Regions from separate parts of the Mus musculus genome. Here regions 1, 2, 4 and 5 are each linked to region 3. A link is a contact called in public HiCAR-type and promoter capture Hi-C data. All regions are on one chromosome and are shown on one strand. Each heading gives the region's core, a stretch centred on a gene start, on an enhancer-like site or on the middle of the called end of the contact. The rest is flanking DNA. Distances are from core to core; before and after follow the strand shown.

Evidence for each region. Promoter capture Hi-C pulls out the DNA fragments that hold promoters and counts their contacts. HiCAR-type assays count read pairs that join an accessible place to other places.
Region 1: a contact with region 3 is called in a HiCAR-type map of astrocytes, with 6 times the contacts expected there. The contact joins the promoter of Klhl32 here to the promoter of Pnisr in region 3. A contact is called at or near these places in 2 of 39 promoter capture datasets (cranial neural crest and hippocampal neurons) and 3 of 115 datasets of contacts at active chromatin or transcription factors (astrocytes, embryonic stem cells and pro-B cells).
Region 2: a contact with region 3 is called in a promoter capture Hi-C map of pre-B cells. The contact joins the promoter of Manea here to the promoter of Pnisr in region 3. A contact is called at or near these places in 2 of 39 promoter capture datasets (frontonasal cranial neural crest and pre-B cells) and 1 of 484 Hi-C or Micro-C datasets (CD4 T cells).
Region 4: a contact with region 3 is called in a promoter capture Hi-C map of pre-B cells. The contact joins the promoter of Ufl1 here to the promoter of Pnisr in region 3. A contact is called at or near these places in 5 of 39 promoter capture datasets (the C10 cell line, cranial neural crest, hematopoietic stem and progenitor cells and 2 more) and 5 of 484 Hi-C or Micro-C datasets (CD8 T cells, LSK cells, muscle stem cells and 2 more).
Region 5: a contact with region 3 is called in a promoter capture Hi-C map of pre-B cells. The contact joins the promoter of Ndufaf4 here to the promoter of Pnisr in region 3. A contact is called at or near these places in 3 of 39 promoter capture datasets (cranial neural crest, liver and pre-B cells) and 7 of 484 Hi-C or Micro-C datasets (B cells, CD4 T cells, CD8 T cells and 4 more).

What each region holds. Positions count from the first base shown.
Region 1 is chr4:24,849,738-24,852,533 of GRCm38.p6, reverse strand. It overlaps Klhl32 (kelch-like 32), which reads left to right and starts at 1,410. Exons shown (of 11, transcript NM_001163020.2): 1 at 1,410-1,796. It overlaps Gm31379 (a long non-coding RNA gene), which reads right to left and starts at 1,473. Exons shown (of 3, transcript XR_390445.4): 1 at 759-1,473; 2 at 499-654.
Region 2 is chr4:26,345,236-26,347,935 of GRCm38.p6, reverse strand. It overlaps Manea (mannosidase, endo-alpha), which reads left to right and starts at 1,284. Exons shown (of 5, transcript NM_172865.2): 1 at 1,284-1,339.
Region 3 is chr4:21,846,599-21,849,360 of GRCm38.p6, reverse strand. It overlaps Pnisr (PNN interacting serine/arginine-rich), which reads right to left and starts at 1,313. Exons shown (of 11, transcript NM_001369189.1): 1 at 1,222-1,313. It overlaps 4930528A17Rik (RIKEN cDNA 4930528A17 gene), which reads left to right and starts at 913. Exons shown (of 1, transcript NR_028384.1): 1 at 913-2,762.
Region 4 is chr4:25,280,566-25,283,265 of GRCm38.p6, reverse strand. Ufl1 (UFM1 specific ligase 1) reads left to right here and starts at 1,445. Exons shown (of 20, transcript NM_001355512.1): 1 at 1,445-1,590; 2 at 2,498-2,643. The coding sequence starts at 1,514.
Region 5 is chr4:24,896,702-24,899,401 of GRCm38.p6, reverse strand. Ndufaf4 (NADH:ubiquinone oxidoreductase complex assembly factor 4) reads right to left here and starts at 1,319. Exons shown (of 3, transcript NM_026742.4): 1 at 1,100-1,319; 2 at 726-829. The coding sequence starts at 1,235. It overlaps Gm46848 (a long non-coding RNA gene), which reads left to right and starts at 1,280. Exons shown (of 3, transcript XR_001784261.2): 1 at 1,280-2,700.

The sequences.
Region 1 (2,796 bases), core at 161-2,660, 3.0 Mb before region 3:
TGAGGTCACAGGTCTTAGAAGATAATCTATTACTACCCCTTTGTCAAGCCAGCATAATTTCTTAACTACGTTTAAAACTATCCTTATGCCTACAAATAAGTGTAGCTCTCACCCCTTAACATAGAAGCATCTTTTTACAGCAAATGGAGACCATCACAGGAAAACACAACTGAGCATAGATTAACAGATCAAGAGACCTCAGCTTCAATGGACATAGCACAGCACAGCTCCTCTGCAGCTCAGGGGCCACGCGCGCAGAAGCAGAGGAAAGATTGTAAGAGCCCAAATACTAGGAACTTTAGCTTTCCTGGAAATGGCTTCATAAACAAGACCTTACAAACTGACACCATCAGTAAGCATGCTAAAGCTGAAGATGCAGCGTCTTATGTCTTGACACCATTGTTAATATTTTGAGGGTCATAATGCTTTCACATTTGATCTTCCAGCATAAAATGAAGAAGCAGTTGCTTAAGAAATATTCTAGAGTCTAGCACTAACCTTCTTTGCAGTCAGGTGTAATACTTTTCTCTGCATATACTCTGGTGTCCAGGAGTGTTAGGTCAGCATCCGTTAGTCCAATATGGAAATCGTGGCATTAAAGAGCGGAGACAGGCAGATCTCAGAAGACCAAACACATCTCAAACTCTTGTGGGTCTAAAAGTGGAAAATGATTGCTGAACCATTGGTTTGAGAAAAATTAAGAAATCAAAACGGATCTAGGCCTCTCTGCTAGCTCCAGTGTATGGAAGAACACAAACCTTTCCGTTTTGTAGAATTCCTGGATATATTTTAAGTCTTGCAGTATTTTAATTCACTCGTGTCTACTAAGTATTTCTCTCCAACTTCAAGTCTACCACTCTTGACTTCACATTCGACCAAGGTTTCCAATTCAGAGGTGCAGTATTACTTATTAAAATTATTCATTTTCCATAAAAGGGAGTTTCTCAGCGTGTTTACACACTGCCCCTCAGCTATGCCAAGCCTGGTAATTCAACAATGGTGTCAGCGTTTTAGTGCTGTCTAGTGATAGTCAAATACTCCCTCTTCGCTCTGGTTCAGGACAAGTCTACCTATGCAGGCTATGGTTTCTTAAAAAGTTGCTCCACACTTATCCTCAAAGGTACATTATTAACAAGAATTCTCAGAAGGCCACAGCAGGCTATTCTGGGCTAGTGCCTCTGAATAAGTCAGCCAAGTCAGGGACAGGGGAGCGCGCTCCATGGGGAAGGTGGCACCTGCAGGCTTAGACACTTCCAGCCCTAGGAGGCCTGGGACCAGGATTTAGTGTCAGGGCCATAGTAGCAGCAGAGGCCTGCGGGAGTAGCAGGCTGTGCGCGTGACCCGCGACAAGCGGCTCGGGTGCGGGAGCGCGGAGAGGGGGACTTCCGGGGAGCGCGCGTGTCACGGGCGAACGCGGCGGGGCGGGAGCGCGCACCGGCAGGAGGGCGGAGCGGCTGTGAGGGGAGGCTGGAGACCGGCTGCTGGGAGGGTAGAGCGGGCCGGGTCGCACGCGCCACCTGCGGGGCTGGCTGGCTTTCTCTTCCTGCCGACACATCCCGGTCCCTCTCCGAAGCCCCTGGAGTTCGGGAGCGCGCGGGGTAGCGCGCACACCGACTCGCATCCACACACACGCCAGAGCGCGCGATCATCACTGCTGCAGCCCGGGCAGGGCAGACGGAGCTGCTGCAGTTTCCCCAGGGTCGAGAGGAAAGCAGAGCTGTCTTGCCTGGCAGAGAGCCTGGTGCCCGCTGGAGCCCCTGGGGTATCAAGCCCAGCAGACTGCTCCCCTCCATCGGGTAAGCCAGTCTCTCTCCTTGTGACAGGTTCGGAATTAGTGTCAGCAGACCCATGGGAGAGGGTGGGAGGCTGCGGATGAGCCAGACCCGGCGAGACCTGGAGTTGCGGTTTCAGAAGATGCAGCCTCTGCTGGCAACGTCTAGCGGGAGCAATTACTACTCTGGTTACTTATTCTACCAACCTAGAGTTGCAACCCCCTCCCCCAACCCGGTATGCACTATGCTTCCTGGTTGCCAAGGAGACGTGTTTAAACATCAGCCTTGGGACATACATTGGAAGAAGTGATTTCTTAGATCCTTTTTATTTTGACTTAAAACAAAGTAGTATGTGCATTGAGGACCTTGTGGCAACTTAGCAGTCGTTAATTTGTATTCAGACAGTGGTTTCATTCAACTTTAAGAAAGTGACTATACGTATGCGATTTTTTTTAAAGGACCCGTCAGTCAGATGAGTTTTTCAATGGATTGTGTCTTACATGGTAATTTACTACCATCTTGGTGACCTTAAAAGAAATTTAATTTAGAAGCTGCCCTTTCCTTCTGTTTCCAGTTCTAGTTTGCATTTCACTAGTATTAAATTAACTGTAAGAGCAGATGATTTTTATTGTGGCTCCCACACCGGGAAGCTTTTCTGTTGTAAATTGGCCAGAAGGGGAACAGCGCCTGTGAATTTCTAAGGCAACAGTATAGATGACATTCACTCACGACATACAGCGTTTCTGACATTTCTGTGTCCACTGCAGCCCGTTTGTGAAATTCCATCTTCCAGCCTAATTGGTTGATTAGAAGTTAAAGCTTCGTTTCTATGTTGATAGAGGTAGACATGAAGTGCTTGCCCTGGCATACTGTCCTAGAACAACGCTCACATTAGAATTTTGTTTTCTTCTGGAATACGGAAGAACCCTTTCCTAAAATGAGGCCCATGAAGGACACCATACGCCTGACCTCACAGGAGTCCCTCGTACCTGGACTGACTAGGGCTGATTTTTCTTTTCCTCTC
Region 2 (2,700 bases), core at 35-2,534, 4.5 Mb before region 3:
ATGACATTTTGGGGAAAACATTAAAAGACAGTTTTTATAATGATGAAGCAAACTAGTTGATGCAAAATAGATTGTATGTTTAGGAATTTCAAATCATAAATGTGTAGCAAACATGTTTGCATGGAAAATCAGAAAATATTTCACTTATTTAATATGCAAAGCCAGGAAGATAGGATTTTTAGGAAACTACATATTTTCAAAATCCTACTTTTAAAAGAGCAAGATATTTAAGAACACAATATACTGCTTAATGGTGATAGTGAAACAAGACTCTTTGCCTTAAGCTTTTGCAGCCATCACTAGGGTATTTTCTTTCATTATTTACATGTATATTTCAAATCTCTTTTATAATCCGGTAGTTTTTTAAAGGGAAGCCTTTACAATACTTTTCACAACATCACATCTGAAAGTTCTACCCCTTGAGTCAAGATTGCCTTGTTACCATGCAACAAAAACAAAACATAGAATCCTCTTGGTATGTGAGGCTGATGTAAGATGGAAACCCCAGATGCAGCCTCGCCTCTGCTGCAATTTTTTTTTTTTTTTTTTTTTTGCTTCTGACTTATTCTCTTTCTACTGTAATTGTACAATTACACAATTGTATTGTACAATTGTATTGATTCCTAGTATACTTGTGGAAGTTTAATATATCTGTCTGTCTACTTCTGACTTGCCAATAACTGTTTGATAAACTAAAACACGTTTTCAACTTTAAAACTTTGGAAATACCCAATGTATTATAAATCTGAGTAACATTTAAAAGGATTTTTTAAAAGTGAAAAACAAAACACATCTGGTCTCTATCAGAGAGTCTTGGCTTATCTTGAGAGGCAAAAGTGTAAAAGAACTTTCATTTCTCCTTGGAGCAATTAAGGGATACTGTCTGACTTAATGTAGTTTCCTCCACCATGACCCTGCAGTAGACTCCAGGACAAGCTAGGGGACTCGGAGCCTCTCCCCGAAAGCCCCGCCCGCTTAGGTCCGCCCAGAAGCCCCGCCTTCTCGGAGATTCAACCCCTGGAGCCACGCCCCGCGCTGTCCTTTAGGAGGCGGGACCTGGGAGGGGTAGCGGTGCGGCCGCAAGAGCTGTCAGCCCTGGTAGGATTCACGGTTCTTTCTCTTATCCGGTGGGTCCACGCGGAGGCAGGGTCCCAGACCCCGGTGAGCAATTGTGAGGCCCCGGAACTGAGACCCACAGGGACTCCGCAGCTAACCCCTGCGCGCTCGCCCGCCAGCCAATCGTGGGCCGCCTGCCTGCGACGCCCTTTGACCCCGGGCCTCTAGGAATCCAGTCGCGCTCAGCCCAGCAGCCCGGTTCCGCGCCGGTCCCCGCCGCTAGGTTAGTGTCCGCACCGCGCCTGAGCCCGTCCTTGTCTGCCTGGATGCCCGAGTTGGCCCTGAGGTGGTTCATCACCACTCGGTCCTGAGCCCCGAACCTGCGAGCGGAGGCCCCTGGCGGTCGCCCGGCCGTCTCCTAGCCCAGCTTACGACCCCGAAGGCCGCCAGGACAAGTGCGTCCTCCTCCGGGGTCTTTGTTCTGTTCTCCTTTAACTGGCCGGGCTCTGCCTTTTCCACTGTCCCTTCAGGGTGGCCGTCTCCTTTTCTGTCTGCGGAGGAACAAGTTGGCGAGGACCGGAGCTTAAAACTTTTGTTTTGTTGTTGTCAAAGACATAAACGGATAATATAGTGGGAGAAGTACTGAAAATGGCTTACAAGGAGGCTTTCGTGAGCGTTGTTGTGGGTCTGGAATGAGCTTAGAAAGACAAATGAGAGTGGTTGGTCTGATCGCATTGCAATGTGTGGGCTGCAGCTTGGAAGAAAAAAAAAATGCAGAACTACTGTAGGTTTTGGTGAAACTATTTCAGGTTAGTTACACTTACAAAGCTGCTGCTCTTATTCCTATAATAAGCAATGAGTTGAGTATGTGGTCAGAAAATAAACACAATGAGCTAGCTGCCTTCTCCTTAAGTGTGAGCTACAGCGGAAGGCGAGGGAACCATTGTTAAGTCACCTTCCACAGTGAAAAAATGTCATTGTAGTATGACTTCTCTACTTGAGGCCGCTCAGGGCAGGCTGGAGCCAGGAACCTAAGGTCCAGTACAGTGTTTTGCCTTTGTAGGGTGCTCAGCTGTTTACTAGCCCAAAATCTTGGAAAAAGTTCTCTGCTCAGTTTCATCACCTGTAACATGAAGTTCTGTTTCATAGACGGTTGTGAAGATAAAAATGGAAAATGAGATTATGCCGGACAGAACTTGTGTACAAAAGATTACCCACACTTTGACCTGAGCAAGATTCTGAAAGTTTTAGATGTGTGTTCTGAGCGTTAGCTGTATCTAACTGTAGGTACTTCCTCTAGCATAAAATTAGAAGAAAATAGCATCAACAGAATGAAATAAAACAGGAAGAATCTTTATAATTTAATTATAACTTTAAAATGGAATCTGCATTTTCCTGAGCTATATAATATGAGCAAATGCATTTAAAACAATCCACAACATTCGGCTTCAGGGTTATTTAGATCTCTTAGCTGCTTGAGGAGTATGTAGTACTATTCATTCGAAATCACTTGACTTTCACAACATAAAATTAGCATGGTTTCAGAAGAACTAGTTTTCTAACTCGGGGTAGTGCAAACTTCCCTTTGAGTGAGGACACATTGTTAGTAGTCAGTAGCCTGAGCTTCTTGCTTTAAGAAGCTAC
Region 3 (2,762 bases), core at 64-2,563:
CCGGCTGCTCTTGCAGAGGACCTGCCTCCAGTTGCCAGCACCTCATGGCAACTCACAACCATCTGTAACTTCAGTTCCAGGGGATCTCCACAGAAAAATACTATCTTTTTTTAAAAATGATTTTTTTCTTTAACTAAGGAAATAGGAGCATGCCCTCAATTAATAATGTAACAACATTGTTCCATTAATAGTAAAAAAAAACAAAAAAACGTGTCATGGAAGTATATGTTACTGAGAAAATAAAACACGTGGTTATACACTAGCTGTTTAATTTTTCTATAATTAAATTAAGTTCTAGGGCTTGATGTGGTAGTGAATACATTTAATTCCAGCATTCATGAGCGAAGGCAGGAGTTCCAGGCCAGCCAGGATCATATAATGAGGCTCAAAAAAGTCCTTAAATATAAAGCTTACTTATGTTTTAAATTGTGTGTCTTAAGAATATCCGAGAACTCATTACGTCTCCCCTGATGCTTTAGAAAACCACCCCACAAATAAAGTCTTTACTGTTCTGGTTTGGTTTTAGCTGGATGTACTCAAAAAAAAAAAAAAATCCAAGATTGTTTTTGTTTTATCTAGGGTTAGGAAGAGAAAAGGTAAATGAAGTATTAAAGACTGCTAATTTAATCAAGCACAGTCAAAATTTGCTCAGTGCCCAGTTTTGTTAAGATGACACTATTATCCACAAAACTACGAAACAACTGAAATATAGGATACTACTTGTTTCCTCAGTGATGCTTAACACATAATACCCATCACTGGGTAAAAACACCAAAACTAAGCAACTAAATGATACTTGTCTAGGACGCAGCAGAAAGCGGTTGCGCCTGCGTAGTGCGAGTCGCAGAGTCGAAGTTCCAGATCCCGGCCCCCGCCGCCTCCGCCCCTCCACACTCCCTGCCCCTCAAGGGTTCCCACTGCGCACGCGCACTGCTTAACGGCCGCTCAGGCGCCCAACAATTAGTCCCTTGCCTTCTCAAAGGAAACTCTTAGTTCGAAGAATGGGTCGTGAGCCCTCTCCTTAGCCAAAGGCGGTTCCCTTCGGGCGACAGCGGCTCTCTCGCTCACTCTCTCGGGCGGACGCCGGAGCTTCTCCGGAATGAGGTTCTGGCGGTGGCGCCAAGCAGCGTACGCAGCCTGAGTCCCGCTCCGTTCGCCACACTGACCCAGAGGACTTTAGTCCTCCGGCAGGTCCCCCGGGGTAAACTGCTCGTCGCTTACCCGCTCCGGTTCCGGAATACCGCTGTCGCCACCGTTCCTGTAATTCTCTCCAACCTTTCGATGCTTCTACTTCTTCATGAACAAGACAAGATGGCGCCCGGTGGTTCTCACCCGGAAGTGAATGATAATAACATCCGCTTTTCGGCTGAAGTCACACTGATTCTCAGCCAGGCTTACGACCATGTGATCTTACCGACGGGACGAGTCCGCGCCATTTTTGTTGAGGGCAAACCCAACCCACCTCGAGTTGGACCCTCTTGTGTGTGAAGCCCGTGTCATACCCGACACATTTTCATTTGTACAGCCAGCACAAAGCCGAGCCTAACGTTCCGGTACAATGGACGGAATTTAGTAAACTTTAGGCAGGAGACCCTCGAAGAGCAAATGCGTTCTAAGAATCAGTTCCGCTTTGGGAAGGATGCTGAATCGCTTTGCCTCTTTCAGACTACGGAGAGGACCGCAAGTCAAACCCTGCCAACTTGGAACTCACTGTGCCAGGCCTGAGTCGCAGAGCCTGAGTTCTGGAAGCAGGGTGTTTGCTAGGTCTCCTTGTTCACCTCCTAGCATCGCGCCCCCTGGTGGGAACATTTACTCAGTTCAACTTCGCTCAGCTACTCTTTAAGGAAAAGTAACTGAGAAGCAGAGTTTCCACTGGTCCTTCCTTACCTAAACTCCAAGATGGCCTCCCGAAAGGAGGTAAAAGGTGTTTAGCGTGAACAATGTTCATATATCTAAAATGTCAACTTTCCAGACTAGGAGTTTAATTACAAAAGGAAACAAAAATTCTAAGAAACACAGCATTCTTAACCTAAATATTGGAAAATGACTTTCTTGAAATGTCAGTGTAACTAAAAAGAGTTATGAAGGAGAATTCCAGGAAAAAGTCTGTGTCTGCAAAGATTGATTGGAGCTTCAGTGATGTGGAGAGGTTGGAATTTTACAAGTCCAGAGGCTAATTACCCAATCTGGCCCTAGCTTTACCCACGAATTGCCAGTCTTTGCCAACCTCCCCATATTAGAGCTAAATCCTGTGACTAATAGATTAAAAACCTTTTAGAACTTTTAAAAAAATGATTTATTTATTTTTATTTTATGTGTATTGGTGTTTTGCCTGCGTGCATGTCTGTGTGAGGGTGTCAAATCACTTGTTGCTGGACTACAGATAGTTGTAAGCTGCCATGTGGGTACTAGGAATTGAACTCTGGTACCAGCGCTATTAACCACTGCCCCAGCCTTTGGAACTTTTTAACTTAGCTGACTCCCAGTTTCCACCAACCCAAGAGCTAAGAATGTTATCAGATAGCATCTGCAGCGATGTAAAAAGTGTCCCCATCTTGCTGTAGCTTCTGTGATGTACACACCAATGTATCTTAAGCCTGCCTTGGTTTATGACTGTCTGTTCTTTAAAAACTATAAAATGTCATGAAACCACTTCCGTGTTATAAAAGAAATTTGGCATAACTGTGTTCCTTGTGCCATGGACATTCAAATGTGGCTCCACAATAAACTCTCTTATTCCCTTTAATGTGAGAACTCTGTTT
Region 4 (2,700 bases), core at 196-2,695, 3.4 Mb before region 3:
CTAGGAGGAAGGATGTCAAATGTTTAATCTTGGATAATATATGTTAGGTGTTTGATATAATGCAAATGTTATCCATGTATGCATATGTTCAAGCATCACAGTGTTTCATTGCTGTCTCTAATTTGTTTTTATGTCAAAAGACAATTTCTAAATGATTCCAAGAATGTGTAATAAATCCTGTACACACTGTAGCTAAAGACATCAACTATCCACAGACTGTCTGCATGTCAACATTAACAAGGTATTTGTACAACTACAGACAGCTATCATAAAATTTTATAAAGAATGGAATGTCAGCTCTCCAAATCTATACAAGTTCGTTCTTTAAAAGAATCTCCTACCCTTTAAAAAACAGCTGCGTAGTGTTTGCTCTGTTTAAAGTTCCTCTGTAATATCATATATTGGTCAAAAATTACTACCTCCCTCCCTCCCTCCCTCCCTCCCTCCCTCCCTCCCTCCAAAGCACTTAAAATGATGGGTGGGAAGATGCTTGAAGGTTAAAGTGCTCTCTGTGCAAGCATACAGACTTGAATTCAGAGCCCAAGCTCATCTTGAAACCTGGGTATGATCATCAACCTGACTGGGAGATGAAGCCAGGAGGAAACTCAGGGGCTGGCTGGCCAGTAAACCTACTTGATGGGAGGCTGGCCTACCTTTCTGAGAGAGTCTGCTTCAAAGGATAAGATGGAATGCCAAGCTTTATCATGGAGTTCTCTAAATTTAATCAAAGCTAGGCACTTCAGAAGCCAAATGGATTTATCTACTGGACGTGTTATATGGACTAATATATTTACATAGGAAAGAAGCAAAATATTCTTTACTAAGTACAATCAGCCTTCTGATTTCCCCATTGATTAAGATTGGAAAATGGTATGTGTGAATAAACAATGGCAGCAGTTATCTTGTCTAAGAAGTACAATGCCATTGCCTTCCCTAGTTTCACTCCCAGCAACGATTATTCCTTTGTCCGAGTAAATAATAATAATAATAATAATAATAATAATAATAATAATAATAATAAGCTTTAGAACACATGAACTGAAGTCCATGGCGTTTGCTATACCCAAATAGATTCATTTTGGAAGAACAAAATTCAAACTGATGCAGTAGTGTGGAACAAGTTTCTCTAAAACTGACTTCATTCTTGGCTCAAGTAAAAGCCCCATTCACTGTTCAAAGTGGATTAGTCACGGTTTGTAAGAGTCCCACAAAAGAAGTATGTCTCGTCCGCTCAGCAAGGGCGGAAGATCATTTGATGGTTGCTGGACAGAAACAGGAACCTTGCAAAAAGGATTACTGAGTCAGCATCAGCTTGGCTTTGTAGGAGTTTAGGAAGCCGCTTCCCGCAGGCCACGCCCAGCTGAGGGCGGAGAGCTCGGCAGTCGCGTTTCTGTTCGCGAATTTCCTTGACGCAGGTCTCTTGGCCCTCTGCGCGGTCCGTCCCGGGGTGCCTGCGGCAGGCTGAAGGCTGACGTGTCTGCCGTTTCCCTGTGTCGGGGCGAGCGGAGCAGTGATGGCGGACGCCTGGGAGGAGATCCGGCGGCTGGCGGCTGACTTCCAGCGGGCGCAGTTTGCAGAGTCCACGCAAAGGTGCTGGTTCCCTGCGGTGTGGAGCCGGCTTAGGCCCGGGACGCTGCCCCGCTCCCGCACTGCCTGCCGGAACGCGGTGGGACCCCGGAGCCGGTCTGCTGCGGCGGCTGTCGGTAGAGGCGCTCGCTGCCCGGCCTAGGGCGAGCTTGCAAAGTCCCCAGTGCAGCGCGCAGCAAGTAGTCTGTCCCTCCTCCAAATCCTTTTTACGTGCAGCCACAGATCTAAGCCAGGCCCACATGCCATCTGTCATATTTTAGGGACTCCGGGACACCAACTTTTCTACACTCCAGAAATGGGGGAGTGGCCGAATTACCCCGACTCTGCGCCCGTGATTACACATCGCATATATAAGGCGAATAGACTTTGTCTCCCTGTCAACGAGTTCTTGTAGTATTTTATTTCTCTTGGACCTAAACACAGTAGTCCGTTGATGCTGTTCTATAACATTGAGAGCTACAGACATACATACACTCTCACAACAAACAAACAACAAAACCCGGGGAAAAAATTTAGTGCAAGATGGCTGTGAGTAGCTAACATTATAGTACCTATAGTTCTGCTAAGCCACATGACCTGTCTGTACACCAACTGTACCAGTAAGGCCAACATACTGTGATTTTAAAGAAAAGTTTGTTTGTTTTCAGCTGGAAAATTTGATACTTGAAGGCAGGACTAGGAGAGAACATCTGTAGAATCATAATACAGTGACGTGTGTGAATTAAATAAATAATTCAAGGGAATATAAACCTACTCTCAAGTTTTCTTTTTAAATTACTCAACCAATATCATCATACTAATAAAGGACAGATTTTGTAATGTAGAAGTTACTCAAAATTTTGCTTTCAAATACCTGGGGGGGGGGGGGGCGGCATAGCAAGTACACTCTTAAACTCCTGGCTTCGCACAGGTTGTCAGAGCGGAACTGCATTGAGATTGTGAATAAATTGATCTCTCAGAAACAGCTGGAAGTAGTCCATACACTTGACGGCAAGGAATATATCACTCCAGCCCAAATCAGTAAAGAAATGAGAGACGAGCTACATGTCCGAGGTGGTAAGTAATTCCTCAGTGTCATGCTTTTGTCTTTACCGGATGTTTGAAGAAAATACA
Region 5 (2,700 bases), core at 70-2,569, 3.1 Mb before region 3:
CCTTCCAGGCTGCAACTTCAATTTGCACTCCAGGCCCAGGGTTAAATGTCACTTCCTCAGAAGCAGCCTTTCATCTTCCCCAGCCCGTAATTACATTATAGTTGTACAGCTGCTCATCCACGGAATGGTCTGTGGTCCGCAACGTACCATGGGCCTCAGAGAGTAATTACTGTTTTAATCACTACACACAACACTTACACCTGACACAGGAGACATACCCATCATTCCAGCATGCTATATTAACTTACATATAATATTACATATCCTGTTGGGACACATCCTCAAAACTATGAACGTGCCCCCACTCCAAACCCCCAAACACTGAGGTTGTCATTAAGAGCATCTTAATTTACAGAATATGAAATAGCTCTCAAAGTCATACTGGTCACTCAGAAAACCACTAAAAAATGCCGTAACCCAACCCTACAACTTCTGCAATAAACAATTCACACAGGTCCATCCAATCAATCCCTTCACAGGTCTTTCGGTATACCCTAAGTATACCCTAAGTATACCCTAAGTATACCCTAAGTATCGAAGGGGGTCCAGGCCTGCCTGTGTCTAGCTGTCTGTGCTCTACACTGACTGCTCCCCTCTACACACACACACACACACACACACACACACACACACACACTTTGCACTTTCACTCGTTGCCCTCTTTTTCTTGATCACTTTCTCAGACCTCCAAAATAAACTGCCAACTTAATTAACGTATACATTACCGGCAAGGCAGGCACCGGATCTTTGGAATCGACATATACATCTCTTAGCAATGACAGCAGCTTGTTATCTTTTTTAGAAACAACTTCTTCGATTTCTGGATACTCTAAGGAAAGAAAATAAGCCATAGTATCTTTTTTTTTTTTTTTTAAGGAAAAAAATCTCTAAACTCGTAAACATGTACAATATTAAAAAAAAAAATCATCTGGACATCTTGGGGCAAACACTTGGACGAGAGTCTGCGTGCAGCCTGCGCAGACGCCGGGAGAGAGCGCGGGCTGCCTTGGGCTCCGGGATTCCTTCCAGCCGCCACCACCCGGGGCCCGCGCGGGGACGACCTCAATGTCACCGGAGGCCTGGGAGGGACTGCACTCACGACTCCGGTGCTCCTGCAGGAGGTCGCGGGTAGAAGGGTGCTTGGGTGCCATGGAGGGCTTCCTCTTGCTGATCTCTCGCTCCGCTCGCTTCTCCACGTTGAAGTTCCTTAAGGCGCGGGTCACGCGAGCCCCCATCTCTAAATCATGATGCCCTTAGTTCACTACGCACGTGTAGAAGCCACCGGCACCGGTGACCTCTGTACGCACGGAGCATGCGCACACCAGGGGCCAGGCACCGGTAAAACGCCGAGGACGCGCTCGTCGCCCCCTGGTGGCCGGGAGGACGCACCCTGGACTCCGCCCCGCCCACCCTTCCGCACAGGCGCATGCGCAGACATCTGGGCGTTGTCAGGGACGCCGGCCGGCGACTCCGGAGTCTTTAAGGATGAGCTGCTGTGATCCCACGGTTGCAAAATCCCGAGTAGCCAGTGTGGAGCGGAGATCTTCCAACCTCTTCAGAGGGCAGAGCGCAGGGTCAAGGTTCTGAATTTACCTGCCCATGCTTTTGAGAAATTGAGAATATTTGTTCTCAGCCGCAATTCCATTCTAACAGCCCTTATTTTCCTGTCCCTTGCCTGGAGCTTTCTGAGCCAATTTTGTGTTGGTTTTGTTTGTTTGTTTTAACTCTTTCACTATCTTGACATACCATTTTCCTGCCACTTTGTCCCTAGTGCTATGAGTTTTAGGCTTTCCTTCCCCTTCTCTCATAAGTAGTACTAACTTGACATACTCCTCCATTAGCGCTGAATCACCGTGCTCTTCTCAGCCCCATTTCTCAGCTCTACTGCCTCTCGAGTCTCTGTAATCTTGGCAAACCCTGGTGTAACTTAACGCTGTATTTGGAAAAAGAAAAAAAAAATCTACGGTACACATTCTATCTTCCTTTCCCCTTCTCTTCCACCCACCCTTTGTCTCTTCCTTCTTTTACGTTTCCGAAAGTATTCAATGTGATTGGCCCATAGTTTTTAAAGCCCACCAGCAAGAAAATAAGTTTTCGAATTAATATTTTTCCCAGACTGTGGTTGTGAAATCTATTAAAGATTTTAGCCTGGTTGGTTAGGTGAATAGATTAGTTGTGTCTAACCAACTTAAAGAAAAAAATTAGGGGGAGGGGTTTTCATTTTTTTAAGGACTATTACTAATTAAACTGTTTCATAATAGAGAAAACACTAGAGGGGTAAAGTTCTCACTGTTGCTTATGAAACCTGTCTCTGGAGATGGGTTATGTAGAAGCTAAAACCGTGTTCAGTGAGTTAATTTGTTAGTTATCCTGAAGGTGGCAGTCTGCTCCAAGATTTCCATCTGAGAGCTTTTTAAACAAGTTCATAACTGGGTGCCTTTTTTTTAAAACCAATTTCTCTGGACATCAAGAAATGTTCCTTGGCCTCATTAAGTCTGTTCTGTGCTTTAAGAATTATAGTAGCAATTCCACTCACTGCCTGCTAAAGTATTTTAAATTTTCATGTGATTCCACCAAACTTAGGGCTACATGAAAGTAACCTTACACAAGAGTTTCGAGTGAGTCCAGGACAGCAGATAGTACAAAATTAAAGATCTGTGAATTTCTACACGCAGGAAAGCTTGGATTTGACACTGGAAG